Linked DNA regions of Hordeum vulgare: regions 2 and 3 are each linked to region 1. The links are chromatin contacts, called in public Hi-C maps. All regions are on one chromosome and are shown on one strand. Each heading gives the region's core, a stretch centred on a gene start, on an enhancer-like site or on the middle of the called end of the contact. The rest is flanking DNA. Distances are from core to core; before and after follow the strand shown. Region 1 holds the start of LOC123442888 (transcription factor IIIB 60 kDa subunit-like). Region 2 holds the start of LOC123442889 (protein indeterminate-domain 7-like). Region 3 has its middle 22 kb from the start of LOC123442889.

Region 1 (4,316 bases), core at 526-3,025:
GATGTTCTTCGCAACCTTGTCCTCCACATCGACAACCACGTGAAAGAGGAGACGACGCACCCGAGCGCCTCCGTCGCATGAAGGACGAGCGAGCATCCCCCCGCCGCACAACCGCTACATGTGGATCGACAGACCCTCGTTGCCACCACGACGCCATCGGCGCCTGGTAAAGGAGGAGCTGCCCCCGCAACTGCGAAGGTGTGTGGCCTCATCCTCCACTACTTCGGTGGAAGCAATTACGACGGTGCCTCCGTCTCACGAGTCGTAGTATCCAAGGCGGAACGTGCAGCGAGGCAACAAGCAAGGTATGACCGGCCCAATGCCGGTCGCCACTCTGCGTTTGCCAAGACACACGTGGACGGAGTGGGTCCGCAACAACCTTGACCTCACTGTCGCGTGGGTGCTCGGTCGCTCAGTCGCCCCCACGGAGACAGTCGCGAGGCGACACCTCCACCTTGACGGCGAGCTCGCGAAGATCGGCGAGTAGTGGTCACTCAGTGATTGCTCCCCAACGCCGGTAAGGCAAGACCATCACCAGGACTCTGTCGGCATAGTCAGTAGTCGCCAGTCCCTTCGTATCACGCAACAGGAGGCGGAGCGGCTCATCCGAGCGACATGCAACCGTCGATTATCGCGTCTCTCCGACATCCGTCTGCCAGTGGAGGGACGATGATGACGACAACACGTACGACGACATTAGTGCAACAAGACATGACGGTCACGCATACGAGGTGGTCATGCCAACGTTTTAGTTTGTTTAATAGTTTTTAGTAAAATGGTCGAAAAATCATTTGTATATGTAAATTATATCTGAACTTCGTATAAAAGTTTGCACAAATTTTATTTAGTTAATTCAAATTGTTGTTCAATGTATGCATACATCATTGGATGCCGGCCTCCGGCCTCCGACACTAGTGCGTGTAGACTGTCCCGTGTCCACGAACGTATGCCACAAGGAATTTGCGGATCGCCGTTAGAGATGGCCTAAGCAAGGCCTCGTCCTACTAAGCATGGCGCCCTAGACCGGAGCATCATACATCGTAGTCCGATCTGACGTAGTACGGTCAACTCTGACGCATGATGCCGTTGACGAGGGCAATGTGCTGCATGACATGGCGATTCAGGCTTGGGCATCGTGAAATGGACCATTTTTTGAAATAAACTGGGTTCATGTTATGCTTAAGTTTTCAAGAGGGGCCAGTTTTTGTCTTTTTTACACCATCGAACAAGGAGTTGGATTTGAAGTGTTTGTATTGTACGAACTTCTCATTTTTTCCTAGTATATTAACTTACGATAGAAGATCTTTGTGCAACCCTCATGGTCTTTCTACTATATTAACCAAGGACAGAGGATCTTTGTGCAATATTCATGATCTCGCCAGACACGAATGGAAGGAGCATAAGCGACAACGCTGACATGTCGCTGTGTTGAAATAGAGGACGTGGACCTATGAATGGTCTTGAATCATGCTTATTAGACTACATAAATATATTACATTATTTTTTCCGTTGCAACGCACGAGTCTTTTTCTAGCGAAAGATGATTCAAAAAAGCAAAAACCAAGGACCACCAGCTGATCGGCCGCCGACAATGATGGCATTTGTGAACGCTGGGGGAGGCATTTTGTGTGGCTGAGGGTGGAATTTTGCAAAACTGTCTTGGTAGTTCGTTTATATTACGGGTACATTCCTTTTGTAAAACTACCACCGTCTGATCTGGATCTAACGGCTCTGGTGGCGTTCCCTGGGATCCCACCCCCAGCGAACGTTCGCCACATAGGATTTCCCGAAACCAAAGCTGAGCTCTGGTAGAAACCTCGATGAACCCTCGGCCCTCGCCGTTCTACCACTCCGTGCCCCCCTCCCTTTCCCCGGCCAGGCGGCCGCTTCTTCCTCTCCCCACACCTCCGTGCTGCCGCCCGGCCCTCCTCTCCGCCTCCCGCCTCCCACCTCTGCCTAACCTCTCGTCCCCGACGCCCCACTTCCCTGGAGTTGTGCCGCCGCCGATCCCAACCCTAGACGCCCCCCCTCCACTGAAGCAGCGCCGCCGCCCAGGCCCCTGACGCCGCCCTTTACCCGCTGCGCCGCCACGCAGCTTCCACACCGAGGCGTGTAAGGCTTCTCTCATTCTTACTTCTTGGCCACTCTAAGATTGGATGGGGTTGTGTGTAAAAAATACAGTTTGGTTGGTTCTTTTGCTTTTCGCTAACTGGACTGGGCCTACCGATCTTGGAATTAGAGAGGGTTAAAATTTAGTGGTATGTCTTAGAATGCAACTAGCACTACATTATTGAATTCAAATGCCTTGCATCATGCTGTCAACCATAGATGTGTCCTCTAATTCTGCTGATGCATCCACATTTTGAGTTAACGAGTCTGCTCTTGCTCTGGGGACATTGCTCCTGAGCCACCACGACTTGTGGGGGACAAGCCAAGAAAGCTGCTCGACGCTGTCGTAAGAAATGCTGCTATACTACTGCGTTGGGGCTTGGGAATTCACGCGGAGCATTGGTCAGGACGCTGTTGCCAGCGGCTAACTATGTGCTTTCAAAGATCTCAACACTTTTTTTTCTGAGTTGAAAGCTTAGTTTAGTTTCATTGTTGTAACTTCATGATCGATTTTGAATTGGAAGTTAAAATTCAACGTGTTGAATTTTAGTCTTCCCGTGCACTGAATATTTAATCCTAGAAATCAAAAGTAGTGCTTGAATGTTTTGATATTTTATTGGACTGAATGCAGCCTGTCCTGCCCCCGTGTTTGACCTCCAGAGTAAGTGCACACACGGTTAGGAAGCAGGTCACCTCTCACATGCTAGTTGTAATGCTCCAACTATAAAATGCGTTGTTAGATTGGAACTGGGTAGAAAAATAATCCAAATCGAAGTCTGCTATTCCTTTACTTGTATTTACTTCACAATCTGAATAGATTGCTCTTTTTACTTTTGAAGGTTGAAGATCACATTCCTTGCAATCCTCTTATTTGAAGGCTAATTGGAGTTGGATCATTCTCCTAGGTCTACTACTTCTGTTCACCAATGGTTTACTGTTCTCACTGTGCTGATTATTGCCCATTCATAAAGGATCCCGACAAAGGATATATGTGAGACCCCCTTTCCTATTCTTTCTTTGTTATTCTCATTGCATGTGAAATCAAGCCGTATAATTGTTTGTGTACATTGTTTTGTTGATCAGCATGTTACTTTCTTGCTTAATAAATTTCTATTAAGCAGCTTCAGCGGTTGTTCATGTGTCTTGTCATGTTTGATGGTCAGATGTTGTGGGACGTGTGGAAAGGTTATTGATCAGGAGATTTTCACCGATGAGCCTACTTTTTTCAAGGACAGTTCCGGAGCGGTTGGTCTTATTATTGTGCTTCTCATTATTCACTTCCTTAATTTATCTGTGTAGTTTGTCAGGTTGACTTTCTTGGATGTGTACAGAGCAGGCTGGCTGGAAACATACTGAGCAGCATCGAGAGTGGGAGTTCACTATCCCACGAAAGGACTTTAATGAAAGGTATGGCTTTTAGGGCACTCCTTTGTTTTATTGATTGTTCTTCCCACTTCGTGAATTAAGCCTGTGATTTATTTCCGTAGGGAGAGACGAGATTTGGCAGATTGTCACCAGCTTACATGTTGGTGGTGGAGATACTATCATTGATATGGCTCATAAATTTTATACAGTATGGATTTTTGTTATCACTCAGTAACTATCTTCTCTGAAATAGTATGGTAAATTATGAAAATGATATTTCTTTTTGTTGAAGTGTAGCTAGCTGTGGACCATAATTTTACAAGGGGCCGTCGAACAACTCATGTTGCAGCAGCTTGCCTTTACATTGCCTGCCGGTACGCTATCATCTACTCCCTCCGTCTCATAATGTAAGATGTTTTTTAACACTAGCGTAGTGTCAAAAAACGTCTTACATTATGGGACGGAGGGAGTAATTAACAATTAGTCTCTTGTTGCTTTATTGTAAGCCTTTCTATCCATTTTGCCTATTCCTTGTTCATATATGACCATGTCCTCCTCCATTTTGGGTGGGGTTAGGAATCTTCCTTAGTTTATTAGTCATTGATTGCTCCTAATTGCCTCTCAAAAAACTGCAAAACCGTCTTTACTATATGGTTTTCAAAAATCGCAATACAGTGTTGGTACATTATGTTTTACTTTCATTCTATATCTCTGGTTTCTTACTAGAAAATTAGATGCTTGATTTTTCTCAAAAAAATAATAAAAATTAGATGCTTGATCTGGATAAACTTCTGTCCTGGTGAGTTTGTAAAACAATAAGCGACAGAACCAAGAGACAAGCG
Region 2 (4,327 bases), core at 1,313-3,812, 360 kb before region 1:
ACAATCTTGATATAAATATCAATAAGAAGTAAGTTAGAAAAGACCCATAAGAAAATGGTGAGAACCCTTCTTCGAATAAGACCGGTAAAAACTCCCAACATCGAAAACATCATAGAAGATGCATATGGACTCCGTTTTCGATGAACTCGAGCGTGTCATGAAGATGACCATAAGATCTTAAACTCACAAAGATAAATACCAAACAAGAACCAAGAAGTATGATGCAAGGATGCAAATGGTTTGAGCTCTCAACGAACGATACGATCAAGCTACTCACTTGAGAGCCCCCCTTGACAGTACGACAATCTATCCTAAAATAGAAAACCTATCAAGGGAAAACCTATACCTTGCACCTCGTCCTCTTGAGATAGATGACGGTGATCTTGGCTTCCTCAAGATGGACCACCTTTCTTGATTGTGTTGGCTTGATGAAGACTAGCTGATTGCTCCCTCATACACACTATGGATGAACCGCTCTTTAGCATATCTTCACAAGTCCATTGCCACCATCCTCCACCACTTGACGTCATCCTCCATGGGTTGTATGAGATCTTCCTCTTGACGCAAGCCCATGGAAACACACCTAACCCCACATAGAACTCTCACGAAGACCATGGGTTAGTACACAAATAAGTAATGGACAATGCTTACCATACCATGGGATCACTTGATCCCTCTCGGTACATCTTGTACGCTTTATGTGTTGAACATCTTGATTTACTCTTTGTCCGACGATCTTGATCAACCTTGTGTCTCTATGACCATTCTTTGGATAATACCTTGAATACCATCTTAGTCATCATATAAACTCCTTGAACCCAACAAATGGACTTCAAGAAGTGTCTATGGACAAATCCTATAAATATAACTTAAGGCAACCATTAGTCCATAGGAATTGTCATCAATTACCAAAACCATATATGGAGATATATGCTCTAACAGACATGATTCTCTCTCAGCTGATCTCCACATACTTACCTATGATTGTCTCAAAAGGAAACTAAAACTCGAACCTGTAGTGGCTCATGACGATAATATCTTCTTGCAACATAGTTTAAAATATTTAGAACAAGGAAATGTTGATTCTGCTGCTGGAACATCAGACACACGTGAGAATATTGCTTGTACCAATAATGTGGTTACTAACCCCTCACACGAGGAAACCACTGCTCTTACTAATGAAAATGCTACATTGAAGAACTTACTTAAAACAGACATGTTCAAAAGTCTCAAAGAGCATCAAACCCTTTGCGATGTTCTTAAGAAGTCAATTCTTTATAAGAACCCTAGAAGTGAAAGGGTAGGTTTTTAGAGAAACTTAAATGCACATGGTACCTACTCAACTCTGGGCAATATTTCAAGATCCAATGTGTTCTTGCAAAGGAAACCCCTATCAATCTTTCTTTTCTCATTACTTTTTGTACTAATGATTGCCATTTGACTCGAACTATAAATTGTTCAAGAAAAAATGGAGAGGTATTTGCTCGCTATGTTGGTACCAATTGCAGAAACAAGCCTCCAAAGAAGGATTATGGGTTTTGAAAAACCTCATTGATGAACTACCCGTGAATGCTTCTCTAACCATGCAGGGTGATGACTCTCGTGCAAGGAAAACTCATCGTAGTATCATACTGCATATGCCTCGAAGGATTTTGAAAGTGTTACGCATTCTAGAAAGTATCATGATTATTATGCTCTTTTGATATAGACACAAAACATATTTAGAACTTTCCTTAATCTTTTAAACTATAAGCGGTTTTCATAGCACTATCTCCAGCCAATACCTCATGTTCCCAAATGTTCTTCACCACTTCTTTGAACTCACTATGCTAATCCAATATATGTGCCACTTTGAATGGTGCATGACACATGATCAAAAATAGATCTCGAAAGGACATACGCATAAGTGTTGCAAAAACTTAGAGTCCAAGATTCCGAGCAAAAGCAACAACCTATCTTTTCTAAATGAGGGGCCTCTTGCATGTTGCTCGAAGTAAAATTTGTACCTCCGAGAAGAATTTCAACTACCACAAGAGCATTAATAGCCTCATTGAATTGAAGCATATCTTGAAAGCCACCTTCAACTTTGAACCATGTAGGAACCAATTTCAACTATATATATGGAACTATGTACTCCCTCCGTTCCTAAATATAAGTCTTTTTAGAGGTTCCTAAATTAAGTAGCTGGTCTCGCACAAGGATAAGAACGAGAACACTTTTTCTAAATAATTTTCGGTGCAAAACAGAGCCGCGTCCACGCACACGCTCGTTGGAGAAAAAAAAAAGGGGTCGCACAAGGATTCAAGATCCACAATTCCAGGCCTGTAGCACTGTTTGCCGCCACCACAGCACGGCACCGCAGAACCCACCATGGCAGGCATTGGCATGGAGCAAGATCGCCATTCATTATTAGTAATAATCCCCTGCACAGGGCGCGGAATGGGAATGGGGTTAGCCGAGCAGCGACAGGAGGTACGGCGTAGGGGATTTCTCGAGTCCGGCGCATCAGAAGTCACACGAGAGAGAGAGAGAGACTGAGAGAGGCCAAGGGAAAAGACAGCGGCCCCGGCGCCCCGTGTGGGCCGGCTCCTGTTTTTAGAGAAAGAGTAGTGTAGGAGTACAGTGTGATTGCGGGCATGGAACGGGTGGATGGCCGCACACTTGCGCCTGCCTCCCTCATCCATCCGCATCTCTCCTCTCTCTCTCTCTCTCTCTCCCCCCCTACCTAGCAATCAACCCTAGTCTTGGCGTGGCTGACTCCTCCTACCTGGCTGCATAGCTTATTAGCTTCTTCCTTCAGCCCCACTCTACCAGCTCCCCGCGCAGCGCAGCCCAGCGTAGCTCGTCGGCCGTTTGCTCCGATAGCTCAGCTCAGCTCAGTCGATCGGCTGCCTCGGTTCTTGATCACAATAGCCGCCTCCATGGTTCCACATCAGCGAGCCTAGCAAGTTGCTGTACTGCTACTGCCACTGGTACCAGTCTCCGGCCTCGGGATTCAGGGAGAGGGGCGTCCCCACCGCAGCTGGGCGTGGGTAGTGCAACTGCTGCAAATCTTCAAGTACCACCACCGCATGCAGCGGCTGCCGTCAGGCCAGGCCGCACATGATCGGATCGCCCGCCCGCGAGATCTGATCCGTGCGCGTGTGTGTGTGTCCAGCTGATCGGGAATTCGGCAGTAGCTAGCTGGTTGGTTGGTTGATCGGTCGAGGGGAGGGGAGAGAAGATCGAGATGATGCTCAAGGATTTTGCGGCAATTCAGCAGCAGCAGCAGCAGCAGCAGCTGGCCCTGGCCGCTGCCGCCGCGGACGAGAACATGTCGAACCTGACCTCCGCCTCCGGCGACCAGACCAGCGTCTCCTCCCACCCCCTCCCGCCTCCTTCCAAGAAGAAGCGCAGCCTCCCGGGGAATCCAGGTGAATTCTCCTTCTGGTCGACTTATCCAACTAGGAATATATGTTGTTCTTGCCTTCTTGGTTCTTTGGTTCTTGATCCAAAGGATTCACCGGTCGGTCGATCAATTCGTTTTGCGGCCGGTACAGACCCTGACGCGGAGGTGATCGCGCTGTCGCCGCGGGCGCTCATGGCGACGAACCGGTACGTGTGCGAAATCTGCGGCAAGGGGTTCCAGCGGGACCAGAACCTGCAGCTGCACCGGCGAGGCCACAACCTCCCATGGAAGCTCAAGCAGCGGAACCCCAACGAGGTGGTGCGCAAGAAGGTGTACGTGTGCCCGGAGCCGGGTTGCGTCCACCACGACCGCTCCCGCGCGCTCGGCGACCTCACCGGCATCAAGAAGCACTTCAGCCGCAAGCACGGCGAGAAGAAGTGGAAGTGCGACAAGTGCGCCAAGCGCTACGCCGTGCAGTCCGACTGGAAGGCCCACTCCAAGGTCTGCGGCACCCGCGAGTACCGATGCGACTGCGGCACGCTCTTCTCAAGGCACGTCTCCCACTGTCCCTCCTCCTCCTCCTCCTCCTCCTCCTCCATCTTCTTCTCCGTCTTGCCCGCGCATGCCAGATGGTAGGCCACTGCTATGCCTATGGCCATGCATGACATGCTGACAATGTGTGCGTGCATGCGAATGCGATGATTATTTGGCATTTGCAGGCGGGACAGCTTCATCACCCACAGGGCGTTCTGCGACGCGCTGGCGGAGGAGAGCGCCAGGGCGGTGGCGGTGGCCGTGGAGGAGCAGCAGCATCCGGGGATGCTCTACTCGCACGGCGGCGGAAGCGCGGGGTATCAGATGCCGTCCGTGATGGACCCGTCGAGCTCGCTCGGTGGCGGCCACGGGCTGATCCAAGAACTGTGCCTCAAGAGGGAGCGG
Region 3 (4,717 bases), core at 1,970-4,469, 380 kb before region 1:
ACATGCTATTGGAGCATGAGAAGAGAAGTGGCCCTCGCGCACTCCTCCTCCGTCGCCCGCCGCGGGTTGCGCAATTGAGCAGAGACGAGCTCATACCTACGTGCTTATTTTTGCCGGCCAGGAACGAAGAATATGTAACGGATGCGCCACGATCTGAGATGTCGGATCATGGTTGTTACCAACTCGGACGTGGGTCTAGCCCATGTCTCTCCACCCGAACGCGCTTACATAAGCGAGGCTTCGGCCAACCCTAGCCGCCACGAATAGATCACATCTTCCTCACGCGACTTGTTCCTTTTGCTGTTGCTGTCGCCGGCGACTCCACCCCGTTCACCGCGTACACGGTCGACGGGAGAGCGGTCCTTCGAAACCCCGCCTCTCCAGATCCTGTACGGGAGAGGGACGATTAGGTTTTTGGGGAGCGGCTACGCGACTGCTTGCCACCGTTCGTTTAATTCCTCTACGTTCGCATCGCCTTCGTCATCGCCATGTCTCCACCAACCGACGTTGATCGTCTCGCTGCCGAGAAGATCGAAGCCGGTAAGAAGGCGGCTAAGGATGATGCCGCCATCACTGTTGCTCCTACGACCAATTGGCCAATTGAAGGGTATAACATGTTTACCCGGCTCATGTTTATTTCCGTTGTAGCACTACTAGCATTATACGTAGATAAATCTGTTGTTAGCGTATTATGTGCTTGCTTGGTCAAATATCAGCATGTTTATGTTCTTGTCAATGCCATGCTAATGATTTACTCATGGATTAGTATAATCGAGAAATTGCCTATTTACTCAACAATACATCGTGTAACATATAAAAATATCGTCGAACAATAACTATTGTTCTACGGTTCTTGGCTCAAAAAACAAGAGTCCCTAACTCCGAAGCAAGAGACTCATTGTGAAATTTCTCAATTGAGTAAAGTAATACTATTAAGAGGGTTAGGCCCGGCCCAGAGGGGGGCAGCAGGGGAGGCTTCCCCGGGGCCCCGGGACTAAGGGGCTCAAATTAACTCCGGACTCTGTATTAGACAGGCCCAAAGTAGTAGTAATCTAGTAACTGATTGTTGTTGATTCCACGATCTAGATGGAAGTCCCGCGCAGATCGTAAGCCGCAACGCAAACTCCACACGTGATTACACGACCTCCTGTGCATGCTGCCGTATTCTCGATTTTCCATCAGCCGCATCACATATCGGGCACACCCGAGATCGTCGGCTCATATGTCACCAAACATATGCTCCTTCTTATTGCCGCTCATGAGAGATACGCGGGGACATCAGCGGCAAGGCTTCCTCCCGCTACAAAACAGACCGTTAACCATTTTGTAGGTCTTTGACGACCTGGTTGAGGCCATAGACTACGTCGGCAAGAAGCAGGTCTTCATGGGTGTTGCACGACTGACAATGATGGTCGCTATGAGAGCTCGTCCATTGCGGCCGAACAGGTCCGAGAAGACCGTGTACGGCTTCAAGGCTAGATATATATGGGGACCAGCTCTAAATCTGTCGCATCGAGGTAAATAGACATCATGCAAAATACTTAAATTCTCTACAAGCAAAGATTGGTATATTTTTACTATTATATTTCTTTCGAATTAAATTGTTTGATATACGACACTGTGTTCATGTTCTTGCAACCTGAAATTACTTTGATTCTCCGGTAAGGTAATCAACAAAATGCAAAAAACATATCCCAACACGCTATATAATACTTCCTCTCTCACAAACTAAGTGACACATAATACAAAGTTATTGTAAAATTGAGTCATTTATTTTTGGACGAGGAAGTAAATCTTAAGGCATGCTTAGTGGTTAATTTTTTTGGATTGTTAATTCAACCCACAATAAAGTAAGACAAATGTTAATGTTGTGAACTTATGGATCAAAGGGAGTGGCCATGCAATTTCTTTAATATGAAACACCAATGATCCTTATTGCATTTTTTTGTTTGCAGTATGATATACGAGCGAAAACCTTAATACTTGCACAACGCTAAATTCGTATTAATTTGATGATCATATTTTCAGGTCCCGAGTTTAAGTTTTGTCCTCGACCCTCAAAAACTCAGGACCGGCCCTGCAGAGGGCATGTCGTCATCAATTTTTTAATACTATGATTATCGTGTTTTATCTATCGTTTACAGTATTAAATTTAATACTCCCTCCGTTTTAAATTTTGTGTCTTAGATTTGTTTAGATATGAATGTATCTAGTCAAGTTTTAGTATTTAGATACATCCATTTCTAAACAAAGTTAAGACAATAATTTTGGAATGGAGGGAGTATAAAATTGCTCAAATGTTCAACGAATGTCGAACGAATTTCTCAAAAGGCAGACTCCGCCCGTACACGACCCACTATTTCTAGAGCAATTTGACCACAGCCACAAACCGCAGGGGAGCGAGGTGACAAGTGATATCATGGCGGCTCGCGACCACCAAGCACAAAACCGCTATTCATCTCGTGCCGCTGCCGCCCCCAAGCCCCGAAGCGCGCGCCCCCAAGTCCTTGTCGTGGAGCATGCATCCGATCGCCCGGTCGGACATTCTTTGGACTCTGATCCTTGGCGGCCCGTACTTGCTCTCTTCTGCACGGCGACCAGACCGCCCGATGCAGCTGCCTACTGCCGAGCATCACTACTCGCTCGGTTTGATCGCTGAGATTTAACCAAGTCTCTCTCGAACACTGTTCTCAAAGCGAACTAGTAGTTATGTTTTGACGTGCATAGCCCCCGACCGTCTGCATCGCCGACAAGTTGGATGGCAGTGTACGTTATGAAATGTGAATGGCGGTAGTGGGAGTACAACAGTAGAATATGCTAACTGCCCGGTCGAGAATGCCACGGGCTACATGACAGGAATGCCGAAACACACAAGAAGATGATAACGACGTCGGTTTCGCCGGAGCGAGCCAACGCCCAACATCAACATGGTCCGTCCGTCCATCCGCTACAGGACGCCAGATGTTCATCATGCATGACACCCTGCAAACGTCTCCGAGAGGGAGTTGATATTATATGTGCGCCGAGTTATAGTTAATCCACGTACTGATCGTCACCGAGTCTCCAACCATATGAGGAGTAGTATATACATATTTGGTATGCAAACAAGACACTTGCTGCCACAACAATAACATTTATTTCAGGGGCCACTAACTCGTAAAAACCATGTGGATGTGGATGTGGATGTGGTAGTGACATACATAAACCAGCATTGGATACCGAACCAAACACAGGGCCCATGAGACCATGACCATACCATGAGTCGTTATCACTCGTTCCATCCACTGTACCTACACCGAACCACCATGTTTTGAAATAAGCAGATCATTTGCACGAGACCGGCCGGCCCCTACCGCTATGATATCCCAGTATTTCCTTGCGCCCAAAATTAAGCTTCCTGAGATAATTAAGGGCTCGGCGTTTACAGGTTGAAATTTCGCTTATGTGACCTAATGTATCTGACGCACCGTAACAGTGATATATTTTCTTATGCCTGCGTTCGGCCGGGTGATCTGACCTGAGAGTGAGATCCCTGAGCCGTGACATGCAAAAATCTGAAACGCCTCGCCTTTCATCTCACGGCAAGGGTACACACGTACATCACTAAATCGATGAATGAGGAAGTCGAGTCTTCCTACCGTCGGTCTATCTCTATGGACGGGGCTGGTGGACCGCTCCCTCACTATCATCAAAGGCCCCAACTATAAGATGACGTTGCGTTTAGGAAGGAAACCTTCGAAGCCTTGACGTGTGTTTCAAGTCAAGATGATATAATCGACATATTTATTTCCTGATGGTAACCGATCATATGTAATCCTAGATATCCCTCGTGTCTATATAAACCAGAGGGTTTTAGTTCGTAGAGGACAGAATCATCATCTAGGGTTTAGTTCATCTGATCTCGTGATAGATCGACTCTGTAATTGTCATACAAACATCAGTATAATCAAGCAGGATGAGTGGTCTTATCTCTTCGAGAGGGCCCGAACCTGGGTAAATATTTTTTTTTGGTTTCCTATTCCCCAATGATCCAAGGTCCAGAGCTCCGGACCCCCTATTCGAGATCCGCCGGTCTTTGACACCCGCATTGCTGCTTTCATTGAGAGTTCCGTTGTGGGGTCGCCAAAGGATCGATGACTCACTTAGTCATCAATGATAACATCCACACCAGGGACATCTTCGTCCCCGACCAGCTCTTCGCGTTCGGCAACATAGTTCTACATGCCGATGCGGCCGACCACTTCGTTTAGATCGTCGGCTTTGCACCAGAGCAGAAGATCAGGTTCGTCAACCTAGAGTACGTTGCCGATGCCCGAGGCGATCTGGTCCTTACGAGGCTCTGGGCCTTGTACGATGAGCGTGGAAATCCCGAAGCTTTAACTTTGTGCCTCCCGCCCGACCCCGTCACCTGGTCGAGCATTACCTTGGATCCGGCTTTGAGCTCGGATTCGATTAAAGCGTCCGAAGACCAGGGTTCAACCTTGGCCGAGCATGCTCCCTGTGCCGACGCACCGGAGGTCAACTCCCCAAGAATTCATAAGACCAGTCCGGCTGGCCTCTCGCTATTGAACGAGACGCTGGCCCGGATCCGGACAATGAATATTATTGATGGCTCGTCCTCGACCTATGCTCGGATCGATCTTGAGGCGGGCCATGGGGACTTTACGTCGCACCAACCACCCATTTGGTAGCCACTATCGAAGATTTAACCGATATA

What was found. Hi-C and Micro-C count contacts between places; a contact is called where the count stands out from the background.
Region 2: a contact with region 1 is called in a Hi-C map of seedling, with 2.0 times the contacts expected there. The contact joins the promoter of LOC123442889 here to the promoter of LOC123442888 in region 1. A contact is called at or near these places in 2 of 6 Hi-C or Micro-C datasets (leaf and seedling) and 1 of 1 datasets of contacts at active chromatin or transcription factors (embryo).
Region 3: a Hi-C map of leaf shows a contact between it and region 1, with 3 times the contacts expected there. The contact joins the enhancer-like site here to the promoter of LOC123442888 in region 1. A contact is called at or near these places in 1 of 6 Hi-C or Micro-C datasets (leaf) and 1 of 1 datasets of contacts at active chromatin or transcription factors (embryo).

What each region holds. Positions count from the first base shown.
Region 1 is chr3H:42,100,520-42,104,835 of MorexV3_pseudomolecules_assembly, reverse strand. LOC123442888 (transcription factor IIIB 60 kDa subunit-like) reads left to right here and starts at 1,775. Exons shown (of 20, transcript XM_045119064.1): 1 at 1,775-2,112; 2 at 2,949-3,100; 3 at 3,273-3,354; 4 at 3,441-3,516; 5 at 3,597-3,682; 6 at 3,772-3,848. The coding sequence starts at 3,036.
Region 2 is chr3H:42,456,532-42,460,858 of MorexV3_pseudomolecules_assembly, reverse strand. LOC123442889 (protein indeterminate-domain 7-like) reads left to right here and starts at 2,562. Exons shown (of 3, transcript XM_045119066.1): 1 at 2,562-3,413; 2 at 3,540-3,939; 3 at 4,108-4,327. The coding sequence starts at 3,230.
Region 3 is chr3H:42,477,988-42,482,704 of MorexV3_pseudomolecules_assembly, reverse strand. No RefSeq gene overlaps it. Among protein-coding and RNA genes, the nearest start is that of LOC123442889, 22 kb to the right of the region's middle. Within about 2 kb of position 3,219, at least 3 of the 3 cell types and tissues checked have open chromatin away from gene starts, as enhancers often do. A contact at or near this core is called in leaf, where this site is marked.